Regions from separate parts of the Hordeum vulgare genome. Here region 1 is linked to region 2. Evidence: chromatin contacts called from public Hi-C data. All regions are on one chromosome and are shown on one strand. The core of a region is the stretch at or near the end of the contact, and the rest is flanking DNA. Distances in the headings are between cores, read along the strand shown. Region 1 holds the start of LOC123444814 (putative UDP-rhamnose:rhamnosyltransferase 1). Region 2 holds the start of LOC123444813 (protein EARLY RESPONSIVE TO DEHYDRATION 15-like).

Evidence for each region. A called contact is a pair of places that touch in the nucleus more often than the background predicts.
Region 1: a Hi-C map of seedling shows a contact between it and region 2, with 4 times the contacts expected there. The contact joins the promoter of LOC123444814 here to the promoter of LOC123444813 in region 2. A contact is called at or near these places in 3 of 6 Hi-C or Micro-C datasets (leaf and seedling) and 1 of 1 datasets of contacts at active chromatin or transcription factors (embryo).

Annotation. Positions count from the first base shown.
Region 1 is chr3H:539,536,987-539,540,880 of MorexV3_pseudomolecules_assembly, forward strand. It overlaps LOC123444814 (putative UDP-rhamnose:rhamnosyltransferase 1), which reads left to right and starts at 1,877. Exons shown (of 1, transcript XM_045121665.1): 1 at 1,877-3,456. The coding sequence starts at 1,995. The coding sequence ends at 3,422. It overlaps LOC123444815 (ferroptosis suppressor protein 1-like), which reads right to left. Exons shown (of 5, transcript XM_045121667.1): 4 at 3,740-3,894; 5 at 3,404-3,645. The coding sequence ends at 3,743.
Region 2 is chr3H:539,145,755-539,149,568 of MorexV3_pseudomolecules_assembly, forward strand. It overlaps LOC123444813 (protein EARLY RESPONSIVE TO DEHYDRATION 15-like), which reads right to left and starts at 2,343. Exons shown (of 2, transcript XM_045121664.1): 1 at 1,915-2,343; 2 at 1,370-1,816. The coding sequence starts at 2,185. The coding sequence ends at 1,623. LOC123444812 (histone-lysine N-methyltransferase ASHR3-like) reads left to right here. Exons shown (of 8, transcript XM_045121660.1): 8 at 926-1,537. The coding sequence ends at 995.

The sequences.
Region 1 (3,894 bases), core at 627-3,126, 390 kb after region 2:
TCCGTAAGAAGAGCCGGTGGGGTCGGCAGAGTGGGAGCCACGGGAGGAACCAGACATGGCGGACAGCAGACCTCGCTAGAAAGAAAACCCCATAGGAGGATGCCACGCATGTGAATGTACATGAAGCCAATGAACTCGGTGTAGTTAGTGCCATCAAATATCACCGGACAACGAGGAATAGCAATGTAGCCGGATGCAGCAGACAATTTTCTTTTGCAGCAGCAGAGCTCGCGAGAACCAGCAGTAGCACGCCGAGCCGGATCAATCGAGATCAAGACGGGATCGGGGCGACGGCTGGCAGGAGGGGGGTCGACTGGCAACCTGGAGATCGCCTCGATCCGGCGGCCCGTGAGGCTGTTGATGGAACAGCAAACCACCACCAGTGAAATCAGGCGCGAGCAGGGAGGAGATTCACGAGCGGGCGACTGGATCGGGGCGGTTGACTGGAGGGGCGACTAGATCGGGGGGGCTGCGCGGGCGACGGGATCGGGGCGAGCTTTGACGATCGAATCGGGCAGGGACTCGCGTGAGCGACTGGATCGGCGGGAAGGCGCGAGATCGAGCGTCCTCGCGGCGGGAGGATCCTGGCGACGAGATCCAGCGAGACCAAAGCAGCCACGGGAGGAGAAACTGCGCCGATAGTTGTGTTAGAAGATTGGATCGGAAAGAGCACGAGTTGCGCGTGCGAAAAAAAACCTAGGCTCTAATACCATGTTAGGAAATATGCAACTTGTATTCTCATGAGGCCATAGGCCAGTATATATACATGTACATGTGGTGGACTATATGCAGGAAACCCCTTATATATCGGGATAAATACAAAAGGGTACATGACTTATATTATAACTCTAACAATAATGACATCAACGTACTGCAGTGCTCGAATGTCTTTGCCAAGCTTGTTCAAGGTCATGCTCCTCCGGTTAACTACGAGGTTAATGGGCACCACTACAACAAGGGATACTACCTAGCAGATGACATCTATCCGAGATGGTCCCCATTTATGAAGACTATCTCAAATCCCGCACCAGGAGGCAAGAACCCCTACTTTGCCAAGCGCCAAGAAGCTTGCAGGAAGGATGTCGAGCGAGCATTTGGTATGCTTCAATCTCGTTTTGTTGTTGTCCATTACCCCACTCAGACCTGATCGAAAGATCAAATGTGGAAAGTCATGACTTGTTGTGTCGTCTTGCACAACATGATCATTGAGAGCGAGCATGAGGAGCCAGTGTTTGACACTGAACCATATTACACGCAGGGTCCTCTTGCCCGAGTTGATCACCAGATACCGACAACCTGGACTGTCTTCCTCAACATGCGTCAAAAGATCCGAGACCCACAAGTGAAACAACAACTGCAGGACGATTTGATGGAGTACCTATGAAGGCTTAAGGACAATGTCTATCTCGATGTGTGATGAATATGAGTTTTTTTTGTTGGACTATTTTAATTTGTATCGAGTTGTTGGATTATTTTTATTTGTATTGATTTTTGTTATGATAAGAAAATAATTATTGTTGTTCAATTTGTACCGAAGCATGTTGAATATAGGCTAAAAATGGGCCAAATTGCCCCGAAAATGAACCAATTTACACAAAAAGAAGCCGAAATCGACGGCTGGGCCGAACAGCTGGATGGAGATGCTCTTAGTAGCCTGCACTTGCACACTCCACGTCGCCGTCATGGCCGTCATCGTCATGTCAGGCAGATTTATCTGAATTAGGCCAGTACACTAATCCATCATGTCACATCGACCAAGTACGGCGAATGGCGGCACGCCGACGAAACATCACCCCTGACGCAGCTAGCGCTGACTGATTGACTTTCCCAAAAGATAAAAACACTGACTGATTGATCCGGTTCCTGTTTTATATGTTCATTCCCGCCATATTTGACCACCCGATGGCCCGCAAATCTGCGAACTCCAAGGAAAGCATCTCGCGGTTGGGAAATCCTGCCATCCATTTCCAAAGCTTAATTTCCTGACACCTGAGATGGAGGCCAACGACGGCGGCAAGATGCACGTCGTGATGCTGCCATGGCTGGCCTTCGGCCACGTGCTCCCCTTCACGGAGTTCGCCAAGCGCGTGGCCCGGCAGGGCCACCGGGTCACCCTCCTGTCCGCGCCGAGGAACACCCGCCGGCTGATCGACATCCCGCCGGGCCTCGCCGGCCTCATCCGCGTCGTGCACGTCCCGCTGCCGCGCGTCGACGGCCTGCCGGAGCACGCCGAGGCGACCATCGACCTGCCCTCCGACCACCTCCGACCGTGCCTGCGCCGCGCCTTCGACGCCGCCTTCGAGCGCGAGCTCTCGCGGCTGCTCCAGGAGGAGGCGAAGCCGGACTGGGTCCTCGTCGACTACGCGTCGTACTGGGCGCCCACGGCCGCGGCGAGGCACGGCGTGCCGTGCGCGTTCCTCAGCCTGTTCGGCGCCGCGGCGCTCAGCTTCTTCGGGACCCCTGAGACGCTCCTCGGCATCGGGAGGCACGCCAAGACGGAGCCGGCGCACTTGACGGTCGTCCCCGAGTACGTCCCGTTTCCGACCACCGTCGCGTACCGTGGCTACGAGGCGCGCGAGCTGTTCGAGCCGGGCATGGTCCCGGACGACTCCGGCGTGTCGGAGGGCTACCGGTTCGCCAAGACCATCGAAGGGTGCCAGCTCGTGGGCATCAGGAGCAGCTCGGAGTTCGAGCCGGAGTGGCTGCGGCTGCTCGGCGAGCTCTACCGGAAGCCAGTGATCCCGGTGGGCCTGTTCCCTCCGGCGCCGCAGGACGACGTCGCCGGCCACGAGGCGACGCTGCGCTGGCTGGACGGACAGGCGCCAAGCTCCGTCGTGTACGCGGCCTTCGGCAGCGAGGTGAAGCTGACGGGCGCGCAGCTGCAACGTATAGCTCTCGGCCTGGAGGCGTCCGGGCTGCCCTTCATCTGGGCATTCAGGGCACCGACGTCGACCGAGACCGGCGCAGCCTCCGGCGGCTTGCCCGAGGGCTTCGAGGAGCGGCTCGCCGGCCGGGGAGTCGTGTGCCGAGGCTGGGTGCCGCAGGTGAAGTTCCTGGCCCATGCATCAGTCGGGGGGTTCCTGACGCACGCCGGCTGGAACTCGATCGCCGAGGGCCTGGCGCACGGCGTGAGGCTGGTGCTGCTGCCGCTGGTGTTCGAGCAGGGCCTCAACGCCAGGAACATAGTGGACAAGAATATCGGCGTGGAGGTGGCGCGGGACGAGCAGGACGGATCGTTCGCGGCCGGCGACATCGCGGCGGCTCTGAGGAGGGTCATGGTGGAAGACGAAGGCGAGGGGTTCGGGGCCAAGGTGAAGGAGCTGGCCAAAGTGTTCGGGGACGACGAGGTGAATGATCAGTGCGTGAGAGAGTTTCTCATGCACCTGTCGGACCACAGCAAAAAGAACCAAGGACAGGACTGAAACTTTCAAATATCATCAACTATCTTTCAGTGAAGTGAAACATGCTACATGTGATTTCCAAAAGCGATTGCCATTACAAATTTAAAACCCAACAAGCCGTGCTAAATTATCAGCCAAAATTGCCTTTTGACAAGAAAATTCAACAAGGGTGTGTGTACAACCAGAAGGTCAAATTAGCAGCACATAACCGAGCCCGCCCTTTCAGCCAAAACTGTCTGTCACACTGCACCAAAATCCACCAGATCATCGTCGCTCACCGACGTCCGAGTCCACCAAATAGGTTGAAAAAACATCGTAAGGGCGAGGATAAAATTTACCTTTCACCGTGGAAGCCCCAGCAGATTCCTTGTTCTGTGCACGAACAAGTCCCGGGATTTCCACATCGCAGGAAGGTGCCCTAGTACCGTGGCGAGGGATAGCTGCGCCACGGCATCCTTCTTACCAAGTGACACCATCGGCATTGTCGTCGAAT
Region 2 (3,814 bases), core at 1,093-3,592:
TTGCGTACATATGCTTAGCTGGATATCCTGACTAAATCATACTATCATTTTGCCTTTTCTGGTGCTGCACTGTAATAAGAAAATTCTGGGTTCCATTTTATGTTTCACAGTTTCAGAATTTGCACTTCATTTTCCTGGCTTTACATTAGTCAATACAAACTGACACCATAGATAAATAAAAATAAAATCCTAGTGATAATACTAGGTTTACCTGGAAAGGATATGTCAGCAGTGGTGATGCTAGATACAATACTCCACGGTGTCAATTTTCAACCTTCCTGAAATCTTTCAAACTTAAAGTATTCTGATGCAATATAAGAACATATCGGCGATTTGCATGTGGCACCGCCACTGTATATTGATATTAATTCTCCAGAGGCATCAAGTCATAATTGTTATTATAGTTTTAAGTTCTTGTCTTTTTTACAGAATTTCGTAACACAATATAGTCTACCCCAACTTGTTTGGGACAAAAGGCTTTGTTGTTGTTTACTCCCTCCGTCCCATAATATAAGAACGTTTTTGAAGCTAAAACAGCTTCGAAAACATTCTTATATTATAGGATATATTATAGGACGGAGGGAGTATTTCTTAACACAATAATGGTTGATTACTTGTTGAAAACAAGCTTAGGGTTGAGACATAATCACGATCGTACTCAGGCATAGTTTAGTGTGAAATGGTAAATGACAGACAGATTAACCGCCCTGGATTCTGGATTTATCTTTGACATATAGCACTGAACCTGAGTAAAATATTTAGCATTGCGGAAGCACTAATTTTTTTCCCTCCATATATTGCTTCACTTGGAAAATTAGTGTTGCAAATACACAGAAGAGATGCTCTAGTTACCTCACGATAGATGTTTTATGATGTACTCTATCATCTCAGTTTTTTCTATTTTTGTTTTTGGTCCATCTTGTAGCTTCGAACAACATTTTGGTCCACAGACGGAATGTTTCTGTGGTGCTGAAAACTGCCGAGGGAAGCTGTGATAGGTAAAAAGAATGACTGTCCAAGAGGAGGTACATAGCAGCTCTAACCGAGGGAAGCTGTGGCTCAATGCAAAAGTACATAGAAGGAACTGGAATGTATAGCGAAGATTGATTGAGCAGCGTACCCACTCTTCTTTCAAGTGTGCAGATTTTACTCCGTAACAAGTGTGAATATAGCAGTAGTAGTATAACACTCTTTAGCTAGTTCTTATCACAAGTAGTGTAGTAATTCAGTTTAGTCATTCTGGATTGCAAAGTTGAATCTCTGCTTTTCTCCATCAGAAATGTATACGCAGCATTGTGGTTCATGATCCATCTTTCAACGTTTAAAAGATCACAGCGCCAAAGATGAGGCGACGAAAAATGGAGAACCATTTGCACTGAATAGCCATTGTATCACTGCATCTTATTACAGACTACACCATTTACAGACAACTGTACATACGCAGCGCAATTGACCTTCGCCCGATCTTTGGCTGAAAACTCAAACTACAACGACACAACAAGATTATCCGGAGCAGGAGAGCTCGCAGAACAACTAGGATTACTATTTTTTTCTAGTATATTTTCCTCATTTATGCCAAGATCTCGGTGGATGGACACGGAGCGACGAGATTCGCCGGTCCCTTAGCGAGGCTGCTGGATGGTGCGGGGGCTGAACCTGCCGCCGCCGCCGAGGACCTTAGCAGGCGCCTTCTCCGCGTACTTCGGGACCTCCGGCGGCGAGGCGACGTGCGCCCGCCACCACTTCTCGATCCCCCAGGGCGCCACCTCGCCCCCACTCTTCTTGACGGCGGCTTCTTCCTTCCTCCCCTCTCCCTCTGCTGAGAACCACGGTGGCAGGTTTAACAACAAGGCCAACAACCGTGAAGAAAAGGGTGCAGAGAAGTAGTAGATCTGGGCCGGTCTGGTCACGTACCGTTGCGCGGCAGCGCCGGAGGAGGGAAGAAGGCGTCGCCGTCGTCCGGGCACTCGTCGGCGTCCAGAAGACCCATGTCGCCGTAGTCGCGGAGCCAGCTGTCGCGGAAGGACGGCGAGGAGGCGACGAGGCGCCACCACTCGGGGGAGAAGTCCTCGACCTCCGCCGACGCCGCAGCCTCCACGGGGGCGGGGCGGCACCAGCTCCCCGGCACGAAGGGCTCCGCCCACGGGTTCAGCCTCCCGCCGTTGCTGCCGGTCACCACCTCCATGGTTGCCTGTAGTGCTGTATCGGTTCCTCCTCTTCTTGCCCTCTCGGTTTCGAGCTCACTGGAGTGCTGCTGCGGTGTGGACTGGTGGAGTGGGATGGGATGGGATGGGAATGGACGGTGACAGACAGGTACGGCGTGGGGTGATCACGATATTATAGTGCGCTTCTTGGATCTTTTCTCTTGGCTGGCCGGTCTTATCCGTTGTGGCGTTCTTATCCGTTGCGGTGGCTATTACCACGGGATGCGATGGGTATGGCACGCTGTTTTCCTATCGGCCGTGCTGGTCCCCAACCCCAAGGATCGCATTATTTCCGTGCGCCATACCGTATCAAAGTAATGATCTAAACGTTTTTATATTAATTTACGAAGGGAGTATATGAGATATTTAGGACGTGTTTGGTTCCCGCATCGAGCTTAACCAGATCCGCACAGGAAGGAAGATGCTTGTTTGATTTCCTGGTTTCACTGTTATGTCTGCATCGCACGCTTCTCAAAGCATGGCTCGCTGGAAACGTTCGGATCGACAGTTTCTCGCGAGCCAGGCTGAGCGGCGTGAGGTCGCACGGGCGGGTGCGACGCGAGGGCGAGGGGGATGGCACGAGATGGGAAATCTGGCACGCCATCCCGGCGCCAAATTAGCCTCACCCCTCTTTCTATCCGCTCACCCATAACCACTTTCTTCCCTACTGCCTCACCACCGGCGGCGACTGCGATTTCAGATATGCGCTAGAGGCGGCGGCGGCGGAAAAGGCACCGACGTTTGCGACGGATCTGGTGCTCCCCTTGCTGTTGGCCATGCCCCCCCCCTACGTCGTCCTCGTCTCCGATGTCGGTAAGCAACACCCCCTCCCTCCTTTGTTAGGTCGGTGGTTAGGTCGTTAGGCAAGGTGTAAGATCGATTTCCCACTGAACGAACCATCGATGTCGACTAGGTTATGGACGCACGGATGAGTCTGATATTTCAGGCAGCAACACTGATAAGTGTGATTGAGGCATGGGTCATGTTCATGCACCAGAGAGTTGTTCGTCGTGTTGGGAGACCTTTGATCCGCTATGGTCCAATGTTTATCCGGGATCAAGAGAGGATCCAAAATCTGAACTACATCTGCAACGGCAATGACGTCGAGGCTCTCTGGATGCTTCGAATGAAAAGAGCACCATTTGCCAGGCTTGTCGAGACCTTCAGGATCAGGGGGCTGCTACAAGATAACATCAACACTTGTGTGGAAGAGCAAGTGGCAATGTTCCTCCATGTTGTTGGCCATAAATAAAGGTTCAGGGTCATTCATAACACTTTCAGGAGATCAATGGAGACCATCTCTAGGTACTTCAAGTAGGTGCTTTTTGTTGTTGGGGAGCTTAGAGGAGAGATGATTAGGAGACCATCTGGCCGGACTCCACCCAAGATTTGAGGAAGCCCAAGATGGTATCCATACTTCAAGGTGAGCATTGAAAATTGTTGGGGAACGTCGCATGGGAAACAAAAATTTTCCTACGCGCACGAAGACCTATCATGGTGATGTCCATCTACGAGAGGGGATGAGTGATCTACGTACCCTTGTAGATCGTACAACAGAAGCGTTAGTGAACGCGGTTGATGTAGTGGAACGTCCTCACATCCCTCGATCC